Linked DNA regions of Mus musculus: all the other regions are linked to region 2. The links are chromatin contacts, called in public ChIA-PET and Hi-C maps. All regions are on one chromosome and are shown on one strand. The core of a region is the stretch at or near the end of the contact, and the rest is flanking DNA. Distances in the headings are between cores, read along the strand shown.

The links. A called contact is a pair of places that touch in the nucleus more often than the background predicts. ChIA-PET counts read pairs in DNA pulled down with a chosen protein or histone mark.
Region 1: a contact with region 2 is called in an RNA polymerase II ChIA-PET map of memory CD8 T cells, with 104 read pairs. The contact joins the enhancer-like site here to the promoter of En2 in region 2. A contact is called at or near these places in 3 of 484 Hi-C or Micro-C datasets (cerebellar granule neurons, cerebellum and pre-pro-B cells), 4 of 115 datasets of contacts at active chromatin or transcription factors (CD8 T cells, bone marrow-derived macrophages, embryonic stem cells and 1 more) and 3 of 9 other capture datasets (adipose tissue, embryonic stem cells and pancreatic islet).
Region 3: a contact with region 2 is called in a Hi-C map of cerebellum, with 2.6 times the contacts expected there. The contact joins the enhancer-like site here to the promoter of En2 in region 2. A contact is called at or near these places in 7 of 39 promoter capture datasets (the 3T3-L1 cell line, 3T3-L1-derived adipocytes, cranial neural crest and 3 more), 7 of 484 Hi-C or Micro-C datasets (brain, cerebellar granule neurons, cerebellum and 3 more), 6 of 115 datasets of contacts at active chromatin or transcription factors (CD8 T cells, embryonic hindbrain, embryonic midbrain and 1 more) and 4 of 9 other capture datasets (adipose tissue, embryonic stem cells, liver and 1 more).

Annotation. Positions count from the first base shown.
Region 1 is chr5:28,268,318-28,271,106 of GRCm38.p6, forward strand. No RefSeq gene overlaps it. Among named protein-coding and RNA genes, the nearest start is that of Gm35524, 23 kb to the right of the region's middle. Within about 2 kb of position 1,509, at least 98 of the 459 cell types and tissues checked have an H3K27ac peak or open chromatin away from gene starts, as enhancers often do. A contact at or near this core is called in CD8 T cells, adipose tissue, bone marrow-derived macrophages and 2 more, where this site is marked.
Region 2 is chr5:28,164,247-28,166,946 of GRCm38.p6, forward strand. It overlaps En2 (engrailed 2), which reads left to right and starts at 1,450. Exons shown (of 2, transcript NM_010134.4): 1 at 1,450-2,700. The coding sequence starts at 2,281.
Region 3 is chr5:28,237,043-28,239,742 of GRCm38.p6, forward strand. It overlaps a transcript of Cnpy1 not described here. Among named protein-coding and RNA genes, the nearest start is that of Cnpy1, 28 kb to the left of the region's middle. Within about 2 kb of position 1,364, at least 19 of the 459 cell types and tissues checked have an H3K27ac peak or open chromatin away from gene starts, as enhancers often do. A contact at or near this core is called in cerebellar granule neurons and cerebellum, where this site is marked.

The DNA.
Region 1 (2,789 bases), core at 259-2,758, 100 kb after region 2:
CCGAGTGCTGGGATTAAAGGCAGGCGCCACCACGCCCGGCATTCTGTATTTTTTCTTTTTAATAATTTATTTATTTATTCGCTTTACATCCCCATTGCAACCCCCCCTCCTCCTGGTCTTCACCACACAGCCCTTCCCCCAACCCCATCCCTGGGTATCAGCCCACCCTGGCACTAGGAGTAGGTGATCCTCGCTCACTGGTTTTGTTTGTTTGTTTGTTTTGTTTTTGTTTTTGTTTTATAATTTTACTGTCGAATCTTAAGTCCGAAGACCTCTGATCTTGAAGGCAGGTCTACCCCACAGTATCTCTGGGCAGTGCGGGCCTTCTGCTCTGGTGGTGAAAGTTCTTTCTTTCGCTTTCAGAGGCACGGAGGACTCAGCACTGGGCATTTTGACTTAGGAGGCAGGAGCTGGGAAGTCTGTATTTGGCCCTGCTGCCAACATTCTTATTATCCTTCCAGCTTACTGAGGGCTTTTTTTCTTCTCCTGCATCCTCATCTCTCCCCTGGGCTTTTCTGCTGCACAAAACAGGAAAAAGGCAGAAAAAGCCCCCCTTCAGGTTGACCATCCAGTGGGCATAGGAAGTCAGACATTTTAAAGCCAGCAAAGGCTCAAGAGTCCCCTGTGCAAATATGCAGGATAAAGGGGTTCAGGGCAACTTGTAGTTCTCCAGCAGGTCTCAGTTGCATTTCAAGATCACGTCTCCTCTGTAGCTGAACACAGGGAGTCCTGAGACTGTCACCCACTACAATGGGGATTACAGTTGTCTTTTCCTATGTAGGGAACGTGACTTTGCAACCATGAACTCTCACTTATCTGATGTGAGCCTTCAGTTTGGGAGCTGACCCCTGAATACCTGTTGTTCTGCCTCTCTGTCCCACCCAACACCGTGTTAAGTTATTCCTGGTGCCATTCCTTGTCCAGCACCCATCAAGGGCAGATATGTCCAGTCTTTGGGGCTTTGGCTATAAAAGGACTGCTGCCATGTTTATGCAGCTTGGACAGTATGATGCAATGTTATGGGGATAAGGAAGGTCCTTCCGATGTTGGAAAGGTACTCTGGGGTGCATCACAAAGCTTTCCTCTCCCCTGTGTAACCCCAGGCCTTCCTTGGGCATCTGGATGTATCACTCAGACCAGGGACACCTTGGGATTTAAACAGCACTATCCCTTGCATATAAGCCAATAGTGACTGAACATCCACACTTCGGGGCAGGCAGTGCCCTGAGCTCTGAGATAAGCACTGGCCTATATGTCTATCATTCTTATCATCAAGTCCAGGCAAGTAAGTTGGAGCTGGTCTCAGATTCCTCCTTTATGCAGTGCCTTCCAAGGCTGCAGTGAGTGTGAGGTTGTAACGGGCAAGTGGCTCCAGGGTGAGTGCTCTGCTCCTCAGGCAGCTGCCTCCCCAGGCATGGGTGTTGCCTACTGGGCACATTAGGGTTTGAATGTAAACTGTCTCCCACAGGCTCGTGTGTTTGAAGTGGTTTCTGACGCTGTTTGCACAGCCTGTGTAGGTTTTAGAAAGTGAAGTGATCACTTTAGAAAGTGATCCTGGAGGAAGTGGCTCAATGAGGGCGTGCCTTGAGGCTTTTTGGCTTCGCCCTACTTCCTGTTTGCTCTTTCCTGGAGTGTAGATGTAATGTGGCCAGCCTCCTGCTCTTGCCACACTTTCCCTAATATGACATTCTCTAACCCTCTGGAACTGCGAGCCAAAATGAATCTCTTCTCCTCGGAGTTGCTTTTGTTAGGTTTGTTTATTGTGGTACGTAACTAAGACAGGAAGCTGGGGAATGCTTGCCATCTAGACTCAGGTCCCCAACTTGTAAAGTAGATTGTGGTGGTGAAGTGTCAACATATCAACGACTGGTGAACCATTCTTTTTTGTTTCTAGAAAACACCAGCCGCCTAACTTCTGACTGAAGAATAGCCTGACGTTGCCAATGCTGCAGGTGCCATTCTGTCACCTAGGCCAGATGTGGCAGCATGACACAGGAGAGTTCACTTCCACCCTAGGTATCCAGCTGAGTCAGACGTCTGAACTTTAGATGCCAGCCCTTGGGCCAGTGCAGGTCCTTGGTTTTCAGCCTCTGACTGAGAGTCACACTCTTGGACTCCCTGGATCTCCAACCCACACAGAGAGGCTGTGGGCTTTAGCTGTCGGTCACAGAGCAAATTCATTCTCTCTCTCTCTCTCTCTCTCTCTCTCTCTCATCTATCTCCCTCTCTCATCTATCTGTCTCTTTCTCTGTTTCTCTCTGTAAGACTCTCTCCTTTCTTTCTTCTTTAAAAAAAGTATTGCTCTCATATATTACAACCCAACTGCAGTTACCCAGCCCTCCCTTCCCCTGGTCTCTCTCTCCCACCTCTACTGATCCTCATGTCTACCCTCCCTCTGCTTCCCCTCAGAAAGGAGCAGGCCTCCCAGGGACATCAACCAAACTCAGCACGACACAGTATCAGTGGAGACCATAAGACCCAGCACATAGCATCACATCAAGACTGGACAAGGCAACCCGGTGGGAGGAAAGGGATCCCACAAGCAGGCAAAAGCATCAGAGACAGCCCCAACTCCCACTGTTGGGAGTCCCACAAGAAGACCAAGCCTCTCAGCCATAACACATATGCAGAGGGCTTAGGTAAGATCCATATACACCCCCTAATATCTGTGACCCCCACGAGTCCTGGGCAGTTGATTCTGTGAACCATGTTCTTATGGTATCCTCAACCCTTCTGCAGAGCTAGCTCTCTCAACAGCCCCCAGTATTTGCCTGTATCTTTACCTACAC
Region 2 (2,700 bases), core at 200-2,699:
CTGATGTGATCCTAGGCTGTCTGAGGACTTTTATTATTATGCAGCCCTCCTGTGCCCGCCCCCCAGCTGCCCTTCTGGATGTTTCTCAAAGTTAATACATTTCCATATTTTTTTTCACAGACGTGGGAGCCTGTAGTAACCAGAATTTTGGTAGGGGAGAGAAAAGCAAACTGAAAAGATCTTGGGAGATGTTGGGGAAAGAGAGTAGAAAAGAGCCATTCTGTCAGCAACTGGAGGGAAGTTTAGAGAAGGAATAAAGACAGAGCAAGGGAAAACAAATTGGAGCTCCCCCTCCTATCACAGCATCCCTATTCTTTCAAATTAGCCTTGCTTTCTTCCAAAATCAGCTTAAATGTTTTGATACAAAGATAAGGAGATCAGTGGCCTGGTGGCTCAACATAGGAAATGGGGAGTACTGATGACTGGCTCTCTGTCTCAGTCTCTGTCTCTGACTGGCTCTCTGTCTCTCTCTGTCTCTCTCTGTCTCTCTCTGTCTCTGTCTCTCTCTCTCTCTGTCTCTGTCTCTGTCTCTCTGTCTCTCTGTCTCTCTCTCTCTCTCTCTCTCTCTCTCTCTCTCTCTCTCTCTCTCTCTGTGTGTGTGTGTGTGTGTGTGTGTGTGTACAGCTGTATTCAGGATCACTTGTGGGGTGGATGGGTTAAAGGTTTGGCTAAGCAGTCATCACTCATTTCTAAATTAGAAGATCATGTTATAACCCTTCTTAAATAATCCTTTTATTTCTCCTTTCTTAAATGGTGCACTAAAGTGTATTCTCGCATAGATAAAGATCTACGTTGAGGTTCCCGAGGAGCCACTGTCCACGGGTGGAATCTTTCCGTATGCATGCGTCTCCTGCACAGGCACAAACATGCATGCTGAGAGTAGGATTCTGCAGGTACCTGTGCTCTTGCCTGCCGATTAGGACTGCACGCTGCTGGGGAACCAAAGTGACAATTTTCCCCTCCACCAGCAAAGAAAGCGGGTCACAAACGTCCCTTTGTATCTCGGTACCTCATTTAATTTTATTTATGCATTTTGTGCAAGGAATTGTGGGATCTCACCACACCGTAAACAATATGGGAATGTTAAAAAATAACGATCTTTCGGCGCGTGTCCAGTTAGGCGTAGCAGTGACCTGGTGGGACTGTTCACAAGCTTCCTCAGCGTCTCTAACCGAGAGAAGATGAGGAGTGCGAGTGAGCACCGCTGACTCGCCGATGGATCTGGCTGGATTATAGGCTCCCGCGCCGGGAGCCCTGGGCACGGCCACTTTAAAGGGGGGAGGGGAGGTGGCGGCGGGGGAGGGGCGGCAGGCGGTTCCTGTCACCAAGCTGCCGCGGGCGCGTCACGTGGATGAGCGGCGCGGCTGCCATTGGCCCGAGGCACGTGTCCAGGAGACCGGCCCGCGACGTCACTTGAGGGGGCTCTGTTAAAAATAAGAACAAAAATCCAGAGTGAAAGTGTCTCAGGTTGCGCTAAGTGGCCTGAAATTTTCCCGAGCCCGCGCGAAAGCCGAGGCAGCGAAGGCGCGCGGACCGGGAGGGAGGGAGCGCAGGAGGCCCTGCCCGGCCCGGCCTCCCGCCCCTCACTCATGCGGCTCGGGCCGCGGGGCTGCGCGGGGCTCAGCGGGGGCGCAGCCGCTCGCCCGTGGGGCGCCCCGGCCCGCAGCGGGGCGGCGGCCTGGCGCGGGGAGCCCCGGGGCGGGCGGAGCGCAGCGCGGGCCCACGGCCCTCCATGTGCGTGCTGGCGGCTGCGGGCGCGCTGAGAACCCGCGCCCAGCAGCCTCGAGGGTCGGCCGGGACCGGCGGGTGGCAACGGCCGAGCAGTGGCTGCCCGAGCGGGCCCGAGCGGCAGTGAGCGCGGGCGGCGCGCTGCCTGCATGCGCGCGGCAGCGGCGGAGGCGGCGGCGCCGGAGCCCGAGGCTGCTGACCACCAAAAGGAGCGCGGAGTTGCACGGACGTCCCGGGTCCCCGGAGTGGTGCGGTGACCATCTAGAGTCCGGTGCGTCGCCAAGACCGGGACCCGCTTCCGTTGAATCGCCCGGCGTCCCTGCCGGCGGGGAGACTGGTGATTTGCTAACGCACTCCGTGGATCCGAACGTGGCTTGGCTCCGAGCGCGCCCGGCGACCTGTAGGACTCCAGCCCTGGCCACTGTCGCCGCTCGCACGCTCGGAGGACTCGGCTGCGTAGGAGCGCTCGGGGCTCGCTGTGTGCCGCGGATCGGCCGGAGATCGCTTTGGCGGTGGGCCGGTGGAGAGGCGATTTGGGATTTTCTGTGAAGTATGGAGGAGAAGGATTCCAAGCCCAGCGAGACGGCGGCGGAGGCGCAGAGACAGCCGGAACCCAGCTCCGGCGGCGGCTCTGGCGGCGGCAGCAGCCCGAGCGACTCGGACACCGGCCGCCGGCGGGCTCTGATGCTGCCCGAGGTCCTACAGGCGCCAGGCAACCACCAGCATCCACATCGCATCACCAACTTCTTCATCGATAACATCCTGCGGCCTGAGTTTGGCCGCCGAAAGGACGCGGGGACTTGCTGTGCGGGCGCGGGCGGAGCCAGGGGAGGCGAAGGCGGCGCTGGCACTACCGAAGGAGGCGGCGGCGGCGCAGGCGGAGCCGAGCAGCTACTGGGCGCCAGGGAGTCCCGACCGAACCCAGCGTGCGCACCCAGCGCGGGAGGAACGCTCTCCGCCGCCGCTGGCGAC
Region 3 (2,700 bases), core at 114-2,613, 73 kb after region 2:
GGGTCCCCTGTAAAAGCAGCACACACTCTTAGCCACTGAGCCATCTCTCTAGCCTCTTTCCTCTAGGTCCTAGCCTTTAAACCACTCTTGTAGAGGGGGCTTTCCCTCTCCTCAGATAGAACAGTTTGTGTGACATCTGCTGTCTCGCTCCATTGTTCAAACCTTGTCTTCTGAGACAGTGTTTCACTGACCCTGGAGCCCATGGGTTTGCCCAGACTAGCTGGCAGCAAGCCCGAGGGAGCCTCTCTGCCTTCTCAGCATAGATTACAGGCCCTGCTGCTTTAATGCGGTGCTGAGGACCTCTTGTGTATGGATAGCAAGCACTTTGCCCATCGAGCAGCTCTGGAGCCTCCAGGACTCTGTTTGATTTTATGATGCCTTCTGCTTCTCTCTCAGAAGTATTCTAGGTTTTTAGGGTTTTGTTTTGTTTTGTTTTTTAAATGTCTAGCTGAACAATTTGAATTATAAACCTCATAGTACTGTGGGATGCAGCCTGCAGCAGGGTGTCCCCCTGGCCAGGAGAACACTGTAAGGAAGGTCTAACTCAGGGAACCAACTCCTTTGAGCACATCTACCTCATTCCATCTTCAGAAAACAGACATTGCTCCTCTCTCCTTTGCTCCTCATTATCAGCTCCCCAATATTCACATGAGCACCACTCACATTCCTACTTACAAGAAGATGCTGTCTGTAAAGAATGTCCACGGCAGGTCTGAAGGCCAAGAATAAGTGGGACAGAGGCAGCCTTCTCAGGCACACAGTGTGACAGCTGACTCAGAAGCTCTGTCTCCAGGAGGCTTCCCTTGCCTGCTGCAGCCATCCTGCAAACTCAGGAAGTTCTACACAGGAAGCCCAGGGTGGAGGATGAGGGAGAAGGAAAGAGCCAGGTACCCAACAGGGCCTGACATTTTTAGTGGGCCAACAAATGAGGCTGTCTTAGGCTTGGAGTGTGCCATTCTCCAAAAAGGGGGAAGGTTTGGGCCATTTTCAGGACAGTGCGGAGTTATTGTATGTGCTCAAGAGAGGCCATGGGTGAAGTATGCAAAATCAGACAGGACAAAGCAAGGAACTGAGCATCTTTGAACAGAGAACAATATCTCGGGATCAGGGAGCTTTCTTTGAGAAGTTTGTAATTACCTGCTTCTGCTGGGGAAGCTCTTCCTCCCTTCAAATGGCCAAACGTTAGGATCTGGCTGCTCCGCACTGTCCCAATGCCCACGAGGAGGATTAAGACTCCCCACCCCCCTTTAATCCAAAGCCTCTCCCCACAGTGGTGAAGAAGGCACAAATGTTAAATTCCCTAAGTTTGGGGAGAGGGAGGAGCTTGTTAACCCTTTGAGGGGGTCTGGGAGGATGAGAAGCAGTGGGAGAAAGATCCGCCTGCTGGCTCTTCCTGGAACAGCACAAGCCCCACAGGACTGTGAGTCCTGCCCAATAAGCAGGAAATGTGACTTATCTTCCCTTCCCAGCTCTGGGATACCAAGAGCTTCCTAATCAATCAAGGTGTCATCATTGTAGCTAAAACAGAGCGCCACACCATCCACAGTTGTGCCTAGGCTGTCTCTGCTCTGAAAGGCAAATAAGAGCCTGTTTCTGGTAGCCACCCATTTATTCTCATGTGTACATGCACACATGCACATGTGCTCACACAGATTCACTTATACACATGTGCAGACATACAGATATGCATACACACACTTATACAGGTGCACACACACATGCACATACATATAATTGAGCATACACACCTAGGCACATATACATCCATATATGGACTTAGACAAGTCACTGCCTGGAACCCTTGCTCTCACTAACTCTGGTCCTCTTAATGGTCTGCCTGGTGACTTCAGACTTGCTAGCAAGAAGCTAATCAGGAAGGGAGCCTGGCTGCTGGGACCAGGGCTAAACCTGTTCCCAGCTCAGTGTACAATCCAGCTGCACTGGCCTTGAAAGAGCCCTGATGGCAGGGCCTAGGCACTTTGGAGGTCTCCTCTGTTGGATCGCAAGGGTTAGCATGGAGACTTGCAGGTGACAAGACTCTAGATCACGTGTGAATGTGCAAGGAGGTGCGCAGGGCTGTAGGCACAGTGCCAGCAAGCACTGGATACTCCTAAGCCACAGAGGACAGTGGATGAATGGAAGCTCCATCTCTTCAGGTTCTCTCGGGATGTGGACTTGTAGGTTCTTCTAGGGACGTGGGAGATGAGGAAGTCTGAGACAGCCCTAGTGATCAGGGTGCCAGGCTGACCTAAACAAAGGGATTAGAGGTAAGCTCCCTGTGTTGGTATCAGGCATCACGCAGACATAGGGTGTCCGTCCTGGTGCTGAAGAGTCAGATAGCTATGCCCATCAGGTCTTGCCCACCACCATGTTGAACATCTGGGCCATTTCAGTGGATTGAAAAGTGGATTGAAAGAGAATTTCCTGTGGCTGTTTCTGTTCCTGGTGTGACTGCACTGGAGAAGAGGGGACTGATCAGAGGAACATCTCTGTGAGGTGAGGAACTGGAGTCTGCTGCCCCCACAGCCAAGCCCCAAATAAAATCCCTATTATCTCTTGCATGGGGTGGACACTCAGGGTGGTGATAAAGAGGCTCTCCCAAGGGATAAATAACAGCACAAACTAGAAGGCAATTCTGCCATCTCCCCGCACTGCAGCCCCTTTCCTGCCAATTGATGTCCATCTTTGTTCCTGAAGATT